3 separate regions of the Mus musculus genome follow, and all the other regions are linked to region 1. A link is a contact called in public HiChIP or PLAC-seq and promoter capture Hi-C data. All regions are on one chromosome and are shown on one strand. Each heading gives the region's core, a stretch centred on a gene start, on an enhancer-like site or on the middle of the called end of the contact. The rest is flanking DNA. Distances are from core to core; before and after follow the strand shown. Region 1 holds the start of Bmp5 (bone morphogenetic protein 5). Region 2 overlaps Hmgcll1 (3-hydroxymethyl-3-methylglutaryl-Coenzyme A lyase-like 1). Region 3 overlaps Hmgcll1 (3-hydroxymethyl-3-methylglutaryl-Coenzyme A lyase-like 1).

Evidence for each region. Promoter capture Hi-C pulls out the DNA fragments that hold promoters and counts their contacts. HiChIP or PLAC-seq counts read pairs in DNA pulled down with a chosen protein or histone mark.
Region 2: a contact with region 1 is called in an H3K4me3 HiChIP or PLAC-seq map of embryonic limb bud, with 3 times the contacts expected there. The contact joins the enhancer-like site here to the promoter of Bmp5 in region 1. A contact is called at or near these places in 13 of 39 promoter capture datasets (3T3-L1-derived adipocytes, the C10 cell line, the SN4741 cell line and 8 more), 1 of 15 datasets of contacts at CTCF or cohesin (pro-B cells), 6 of 484 Hi-C or Micro-C datasets (the C2C12 cell line, cerebellar granule neurons, cerebral cortex and 3 more), 5 of 115 datasets of contacts at active chromatin or transcription factors (a colorectal cancer cell line, embryonic limb bud, fibro-adipogenic progenitors and 2 more) and 1 of 9 other capture datasets (adipose tissue).
Region 3: a promoter capture Hi-C map of second pharyngeal arch cranial neural crest shows a contact between it and region 1, with 5 times the contacts expected there. The contact joins the enhancer-like site here to the promoter of Bmp5 in region 1. A contact is called at or near these places in 11 of 39 promoter capture datasets (the 3T3-L1 cell line, 3T3-L1-derived adipocytes, the C10 cell line and 6 more), 1 of 115 datasets of contacts at active chromatin or transcription factors (embryonic limb bud) and 2 of 9 other capture datasets (adipose tissue and liver).

What each region holds. Positions count from the first base shown.
Region 1 is chr9:75,774,076-75,776,775 of GRCm38.p6, forward strand. Bmp5 (bone morphogenetic protein 5) reads left to right here and starts at 1,290. Exons shown (of 7, transcript NM_007555.4): 1 at 1,290-2,507. The coding sequence starts at 2,018.
Region 2 is chr9:76,037,499-76,040,198 of GRCm38.p6, forward strand. All of the region lies in intron 1 of Hmgcll1 (3-hydroxymethyl-3-methylglutaryl-Coenzyme A lyase-like 1), which reads left to right. Among named protein-coding and RNA genes, the nearest start is that of Hmgcll1, 24 kb to the left of the region's middle. Within about 2 kb of position 1,258, at least 16 of the 459 cell types and tissues checked have an H3K27ac peak or open chromatin away from gene starts, as enhancers often do. A contact at or near this core is called in embryonic limb bud and second pharyngeal arch cranial neural crest, where this site is marked.
Region 3 is chr9:76,067,225-76,069,924 of GRCm38.p6, forward strand. The region is part of intron 3 of Hmgcll1 (3-hydroxymethyl-3-methylglutaryl-Coenzyme A lyase-like 1); the gene reads left to right. Among named protein-coding and RNA genes, the nearest start is that of Hmgcll1, 54 kb to the left of the region's middle. Within about 2 kb of position 1,282, at least 3 of the 459 cell types and tissues checked have an H3K27ac peak or open chromatin away from gene starts, as enhancers often do. A contact at or near this core is called in second pharyngeal arch cranial neural crest, where this site is marked.

The DNA of each region.
Region 1 (2,700 bases), core at 40-2,539:
ATGCAGAATTTTCAGTGAGGGAAAACATTCAACTGCACTCTCAAGTTTTCCTAGTGATCTGTACAAGAGAAATGACGTATCCCTCCAGAACCGGAAGCCCCCTCAGTGTCTTGCATTCACTGATGAACTGAAGACCATGAGAAATATGACTGTTTCATTCACTCAGAGGAAATACGTTAAAAGAAATTAAACAAGGAATGAGACACCTCTCGGAAAAGAAAAATAAAACATTAGAATTTCACCACAGTTCTAGAATTCACTGGATAAATTTACCTTGCTATCGGAATGCTGTCCCAGACAATGAAAGCACTGTAAATGCTAAGGTTAAATGCGTGCCTGAGAGGAAAATTATAGCAGGCAGAGAAACATTGCAGACTTCCAAATTTTAAAGGCATTAACCATTAAGGATAAACACATACTTCGCTCATTTCCTCAGATTAGGTATGGCATTTTAGAAAGGTGCACACTTTCTCTATTCTACCCATCAAAATTCAGAAATTCCACTTCCAATTTGTGTGTAGTCACGCAGGGTACCTGATCTTTAGCAAACAAACTGGTGTTTATTTGTACAACTTAAAACAAATCAAAGTACTGAGTGCACTTAGTAATAAATATCTTGTAGTAAGCATGACTACATTTCGGTGGTGATGGAGTAAAAGTTAAGGAAGATAATACTATAAATGAGATATTTCTATTTCAACTATTGATATAGTCAGAAATAAATATTATTTCTGCTTAAATCTTTTCTACAGATAATTAAGTTGGAGCTATCTAATTCTTATCCCTGAATTACAAGTGCTCTTTCTTTGGAATCGAATATATTTACTAATAATTCATTGTCTACTTTTTCTTACTTTAAAATAGCCAGTTGTCGTTAAGAATCAATAAATTTATTCCAATTTTAAAAATTGTCTTTTCAGTTTTTAAGAAGTAAATTTTAATGACTTTCAAAAGCTAGAAATAATCTCAAGTATGGCACTGAGTCATACCAAGTTAATTTGCTACAACCTGAGACTTAATATAGAAGTGTATTAAATGCATTCCATCAAAAAGCCTAAAACATTTCTGTATGGCTGGGTGGCAACGTTTTCAGCCTGTTACTTGAAAACTGGCTTTTATCCTCCCTGGAACGCGTACACCCCATAGATCACTGTTGTCTGTTACATGCATGGCCATAAAATTGCGAAAATGGAGGCTTTTCTGGTAGCAAAAGGGTTAACTTCTTTTTGCTTTACCAGTTTCAAATTACAAGGAGAAGCCTCTTCTTTCCCAGCAGGGCTGTGCTTACATTTCTCCTTAGATCTCTCTTGAAGAGGGCTGGTATATTTGTGCCTGCTGGAGGTGGAATTAACTGTAAGAAGGGGGGAAGAGATTGAATGGATTTACAGGGAGGATTGCAAGTAAATTCAGGGAAACACATTTACTTGAACACTATAACCTTGGGTCTTGTTTTACACTAAGACCATACAAAAGATGTTCAAGTTATCACTAGGCTGCCGGACAAATCTAATTCCAACACCAAGGTGCAGATCAGCGTAGATCTGTGATTCAGACCTCAGGATTTGCTTTGGAAAGAGTTCAAGTGTTGAGAAGAAGTCAGAGCAAGTGAAGAGAACTTGGGAGCTACAGTCTATCAGAAGACCAGCTTTCGTCAGTTCAAATACCAAAGGCCTGATTAGCATAAATTCACATAGGAATGCATAGGTTATTTGATCAAATAATTTTAACCAGCTTTTGCTACATCAACCTCTCAAAAGTTCTTAACAACTGTGGATAATTAGAAATCTGAATTTCAACTTTCTAAGGAATAACTACTCTTGACGTGTTCTAAAATATTTAAAGCAGGAGAAGAAGATGGACTGAGGGCGCGGTGTTCAGAAATATCACTGTCATGAAGAACAGGTAAATTTGTTTTTACATCTCCTGGTGAAGTATACTTCCAAGGAACCTGGATTATTATTTTTTTTCCAAGTGGACAAGAAGGATTAAAAATATCGACTTTTGCTTTTGCACAAAAATGCATTGGACTGTATTTTTACTTAGGGGTATTGTGGGCTTCCTCTGGAGCGGCTGGGTTCAAGTGGGTTATGCAAAAGGAGGCTTGGGAGACAATCACGTTCACTCCAGTTTTATTTATAGAAGGCTACGGAACCATGAGAGACGGGAAATACAGAGGGAAATTCTGTCTATTTTGGGTTTGCCTCACAGACCCAGGCCCTTTTCACCAGGGAAACAAGCATCTTCTGCCCCCCTCTTTATGCTGGATCTCTACAATGCCATGGCTAGCGAAGACAACCCTGAGGAGTCGGAGTATTTGGTGAGGGTGTCCCTGGCTGGAGAGGCCAAAGAGACAAGAAAGGGATACCCAGCCTCTCCCAATGGGTATGCGCATCGTCTGCACTTACCACCAAGGACTCCTCTGACTACCCAGAGCCCACCTCTTGCCAGCCTACATGATACCAACTTTCTGAATGATGCTGACATGGTCATGAGCTTTGTCAACTTAGGTATGTTATTCGTTTATTTGTTCATCTGTGTTAGTATAAAGAGGAAGTTTTTCTAATGTTAAAGTAGCCTCTTGGTAGGTGGCCATGTTTATATATTCATTCTATAAAATTCCCCTTCATAGCTTCTGTTTCATTTTCTATGTAGATATACGATTTTGTTTTATGCTACAGAGTCACATATTTTTTTTAACAT
Region 2 (2,700 bases), core at 8-2,507, 260 kb after region 1:
TCTTGCACATCCCATATTGGTTCTGAACTACCCTGTGGTAAATACCATCTTCATAACCAAGATCATGCATGGCTCTTTTGGATTGTAACGGGGTTGGAACAAGCTTTTGTGGGATTTAGAAAGAATAGCAGCTTTGATGCCTTTGATAGTGGCAGATCTTAGAGAGATGGAAAGAAAGCCAAATTTAACAAGACAAAAGAATCAAGTCTGGAGGAAGGCAGAGCTAGAAACAAGTCTCTTGTTTCAGGTTCTCCTACAGTTTACCCTGCGTGTAACATTCCTCTGGAAATGTAGACATATGGAAACACAGAGGTTACCTGGGTCTCTGTCTCTAGGGCATCCACGTGCTGGGATGAAGGGTTGTTGAATGGGCAGTTTTAGGACTGTTCTTGCTCATAATCACATGCATGGATTGTATGTAGATACCTTGACCTTGTGACTCTGTGGGATCTCTGTGCTTTTGGAGGGCTAGAATCGCCCTATAGTATGATTAACTGTGTCTTCTTTAGCCTTTATTAAATTTAATGTAATTGATAGTCAAATAAAAAATGAAGACGCGTTAAGGGTAAAGGTTGATAGTCTGCCTTGGACAGCCAGGTGTGCATGGGGCGTTATATTCAAGCGGCAGGATACACAGTAACCTCTCTTAGACACTGCCCTTTCAGCTTGCAGCTTAAATGTAACCCATGTTCAATAAATTCTGATAGAAAAGGGAACTATAGTTGGTAACCCAACACACCCCTAAGTAATATAACCTCTTGGCATTTCTCTAAGTGCAAGATTAGATCCCCCCCACTGCCTCCAGCTAGCTCTGCTCTCTCCTAAACCTAATGCTTTAGTTATTGTTCATACCCCACAGATGTTCTCTTTAAGGAGTCTGTACCATGTCTGGCTTTTCTAGGTTCCTCCCAAATCCTCACCGAGGTGGGAATCCTTTAGACTGACCACAAACTGCAAAACATTTGTCTCTGTGTACACTTGCTAACTTGCTTAGGACAGAAAGTTGTGGAAGCAATTAGGCACAGTCTCTACAATGGGCACCAGCTGTGCTCTGTACAGTCAACGTAATTGATCAAGTAGCCCCTTACTTCCCACTATGTGGAGAGAGCATTTAAACAGGGCTGGATTTAGATCTACATGGAATGAATGAAAAAAATACACATGCTATGATTTAAGAGCGATTTAAATGCAGTGGCCCCTGGACCACCCCTCATCAGCCTGTTTACATTCCCAACATTAGAGACACCTCTGGGGTTCAAGATATGGGGAGTCTAAAATGAAATAGGCCACCTGGAAAGCAATGTATAATAAAGCCGGTAGCAGCCCCCTCAGCAGTACACAAGGTGCTATGGAAACGCAACACGAATTTTAATTAGAATGAGGAGGGCCAGGAAAGGCGGCTGTTAGAAAGCCATGCCAGGTGAGGAGTCAGTCAGTGAGACTCAGTAGAACAGTCACTGAAAAGCAGAGTTGCTGACAAGTTCTGCCAGGAGACACAGACATGTTGCCAGGCAACCTGAGGCATGGTTGTTTTGCTGTGTTGGCCAGGGCGTAATATTAGGGGCAGCGAGACAAAGGTGCCCAGGTTCAGAGACTCATCAGTGGGAAGTGGGTTAAGCAGTAATATAATTTAAAGGTAGATTGGGGGAGGGGCACGTTTATAAGGATATTTAGAATAAATTAGTGTCTATAAGTGAGTTTTCAATTTTGAAACCTTATAAATAAAATGGAGAGAGCGAAATGTTGGCATCATTAGGGCAACCGAATCTAACTTTATAAAGTGTGAGGCAGCTTCCTGTAGGAAAATATTTAGTACTGTTCTGGGGAAGGTAGGAAAAGAGTTTAATGGAGATGTAAGTTTTAAATAAATTTAACAACTTACTTTTTCTTACATTTGGGACTATTTCCCTCTCATAAATATCCTTACTTTGTATGCATTTTACATAGTCAGACTTCTAGAGGAAATCGGTATCTAAGATCCACATCTGCTGGGTAGAGCCTAGGAACTGGGAGACTTACTTTTAGGATTAAAACCTGTATTGTTAGGGTCGAGTCTTGCCCCCGAAGCTGTCTGTGCTCCCAAGTTATTCTATAACTTCCTGATTTGTAGTCTCACTGTTTCGACCCAACTCCTTTACTGTCTGTCCTTAATAGCTAGAGGTAATGCAACCTCAGGCCACCTCATTCCACCTCCAAAGTCGCTCCTATCCTCCTTCCCCCATAGCTTGCATTTGTCCAGGAATAAGAATTTTCTCCTGGGCCCTCTTAAAACCTGCAGTCCTGATATTTTAAGTTATCCTTTCTACCGCTCCTCTGTTTAATCCTTGCCTTCTGGCTCTTCTTGGAACAGTTAGCACCCGGGCTCATTTTTCCCCAGTCAACTCAAGAACACTGCGCTGACTGTTCTCCCACGGCGTGGAGCTTGGCATCCTTCCTTATCACCCACCTCATTTTGTTTAAGTCTACCTTCTTATGTGAGAACTGTAATGTGGCTGCTGTCCACCCAGCTTCTTCCCCCTCTCTTGAGTTCTTTGTTGCCATATATTATAGTTATTACAATTCCAGTGTCATCTAGAAGTTATGCAAAGAAAAAGCCCTCCTGTGTGCTAAGGTGTCCCAGAGGAATAAACGAAAGAGTCGAGTTTATTAATGTGGCACAGATGCCACAGTTGATTCTGCCGACTGCAATTTTGTCAACCA
Region 3 (2,700 bases), core at 32-2,531, 290 kb after region 1:
TCTCTGCTGTAGCTCTCTCTAGTGCTGTAGGTTTAAAACATGAAGAATACAAAACTCTATTAACAAAACATGCTGAAAGCAATTTGCTCCACTATTTTTAAAAAATTGCTCATGCTTCCATGTAAGGGAAATTACAACAGTGGCAACATTATTATCATGTACAAAAGCATAATACACAAGAGACAACACAATTACATAGGCACAGAAGGAAAATTATACTGGGAGCTTTGAGACTTTTTGCCCCTACTTTAGAATGATGTTAGGAACATGTTATTTTTAATATTGGAAGATCAGGCAGGTAGTTACAAAAGGCATTGACCCTAATAAAAAATAACAAATATATAATTGCTATGTTTATCTTCCCAAACTGGGATGTTATTGGATAAAGAAGACTTTCATTTCTTCCCTCCAAGACGTTAGTGTTACAGTTTTAAACCCACAAATCCATTCCTGTATGTGATGATTATCTTGCAATATAAAAATGAATATTTGTAGACATCATGAATTATGATTAGCATCTCTCATTTTCACAAGGATAGAGGAGGGGAAGTTGTGGTGGAAGATTTTGAGACACTTGGACATTCCATCCGACAGAGGGCATTATAAAGGTCCATCACATACAGAGGTAGAGTTGAATAAGGGAGACAGGAAATTATACACCAGACCAAATTAGTTTTAAGGCTTCTGGACTTAAGTTTTGTGAATATGGTGTCAGACAGTTTTAGCTTTGGCAGCCAAGCAGGGTATTGGGTAGAAAAAAAAAAAAAAAAGGATGTTCAATTTTCCAGAGATTTCCTGTGTTTATTATTGTAAGGCTGTGATTTATTAAGAGTGTCTTACTTCTTCAAGCAGACCAAGATTTCCTCTGTGCTACTGAGGCTAAGATAGATGAGGTTTGTGCTAGGCGTCTATGAATGGGACATGGTTATAGGACCCAGGCTATAGTGCTATTCAGAGCTGCCTACAGCACTCTCACCCAGGATTGTCAGGAAGCACTCCAGTCTCATTTTTTTCCCATTACTGAGTTTCCAAATGTTACCTTTAAGAGGAATTGCTGCTCATATTGAGTTTTGAGTTATAGGGTCTGAAACCACATCATTTATGTTTTTGAACTAATCGATGGCAGGTGTTGAAGAAATTTCACATTCTCTTATCTGTTGGTCTTTCACACTGTACCCCCGCACAAAGAAAATAGCACTGGCAGACCTGGCCAGAGGAGACTCAACAATACTTTACTAGCATTATTTACTTTTAGTTCAATAAGATTTGAGTATTGTTCTGGACTGATGGTGAGCAAAGTAAAAGTTTCAAGATGCCAGCGGGTAGAAAGGACAGCTATGTGTTCATAGGTATGAGTCTGTTTCCTGGAAAAGAATTAAGATAGTATGTTGAAAGAAGAAGTAGATATATCTAGAGATACTATAGACAAACTAAGTTATAGAAATGTAAACTTTAAAACTATGACAAGCATCTATAAATTATGTATGATAATATTTTTAAAACAGAGGTGAATGTTGGAGACCACTTCATAAAACATTTCTCTTCAGTATTTGACTGTGCATTAATTATTTTTTTTGCATGACAATACTTTTTTAGTGCCACAATATTTTCTTAGTGCCATAAGTTGCTATGCAGGTTTTTGGAGAAGAGTCATCAAATCTTTCTCCAAGTGGTGCATGCTACAATCCTGAACTGCCCAGACAGATAATGGTACTGGTATCTTGCCACAGTGACATGAATGTTTTGGGGATTATCAGTTACTCCTTGGTTGGATAGGAGGCCTACTCTATGGGGACGAATGTATGCCCTGTACTGTATAGGCCCTGCATGCTACAGTATTGTGATAATTGGTACATTGGGGACATGAATGCTTTGGGGATGAATTATATGTTTACAATTTAAAAAAATTAATTTATATTTGGTTCATTATAACTTTACAGTCACTTGTTCTCTGTACTCTGGTTGTGTTTCTATAATGGTCTCCGTCTGATGCAAGGAGACATGTCTTTGATAAGGGATGGCACCGACTCTTATCTGTGGGCTTAAGGATAAATGTTTAGAATGTCGTTAGGAATGCACTGATTTAGTAAAGTGGTTTTTGGAGGTACTCCTCTGAGACCCATGGCCTCACTAGCCTCCTACGTATGGCTTGGTGTCCAGTACCAGGCATGTGCTCACTCTTGTTGAGTTAACCTTGGGTCAAGTCAGAGGGCTGTTCATTACTCCCAAAGTCTGCCTACCACCATTGTACCCTTGGGGATATCATTCCATGTTCATTGTTGCTTTAGTTCATAAGCACCATAGCTGGGTAGGACTATTGTTTGCTTTCCTCCCTTGAAATCTTCCATGGAGCCTCTGGTACCATGAAAGCTAATCATCAGGAAGGATGCTTTCAGGTATGATCCCAATTTGAATCCTGATTTTTTTTGTCCAAAGATTCAGTGTTGTCAGCAATAGGGACTTACCTTCAACCCCTGGGAGGCAGCCAATGGCAACAGCAATATCCTATAATGTTTTGGGAGTTTCTTGGACAACTTTGACCTAAAACTCTGAAGGGAGATTCTCATAGCTTATTGGAGGTTTTTGCTATATTGTCCTTGGTTCTTGGGAAGAGCAATTGTTAGATCACATAGGAAAATATTTATCTAAACCATATATGTATATGTATAAGTGGATTTATATTTTTATATTATACCATAT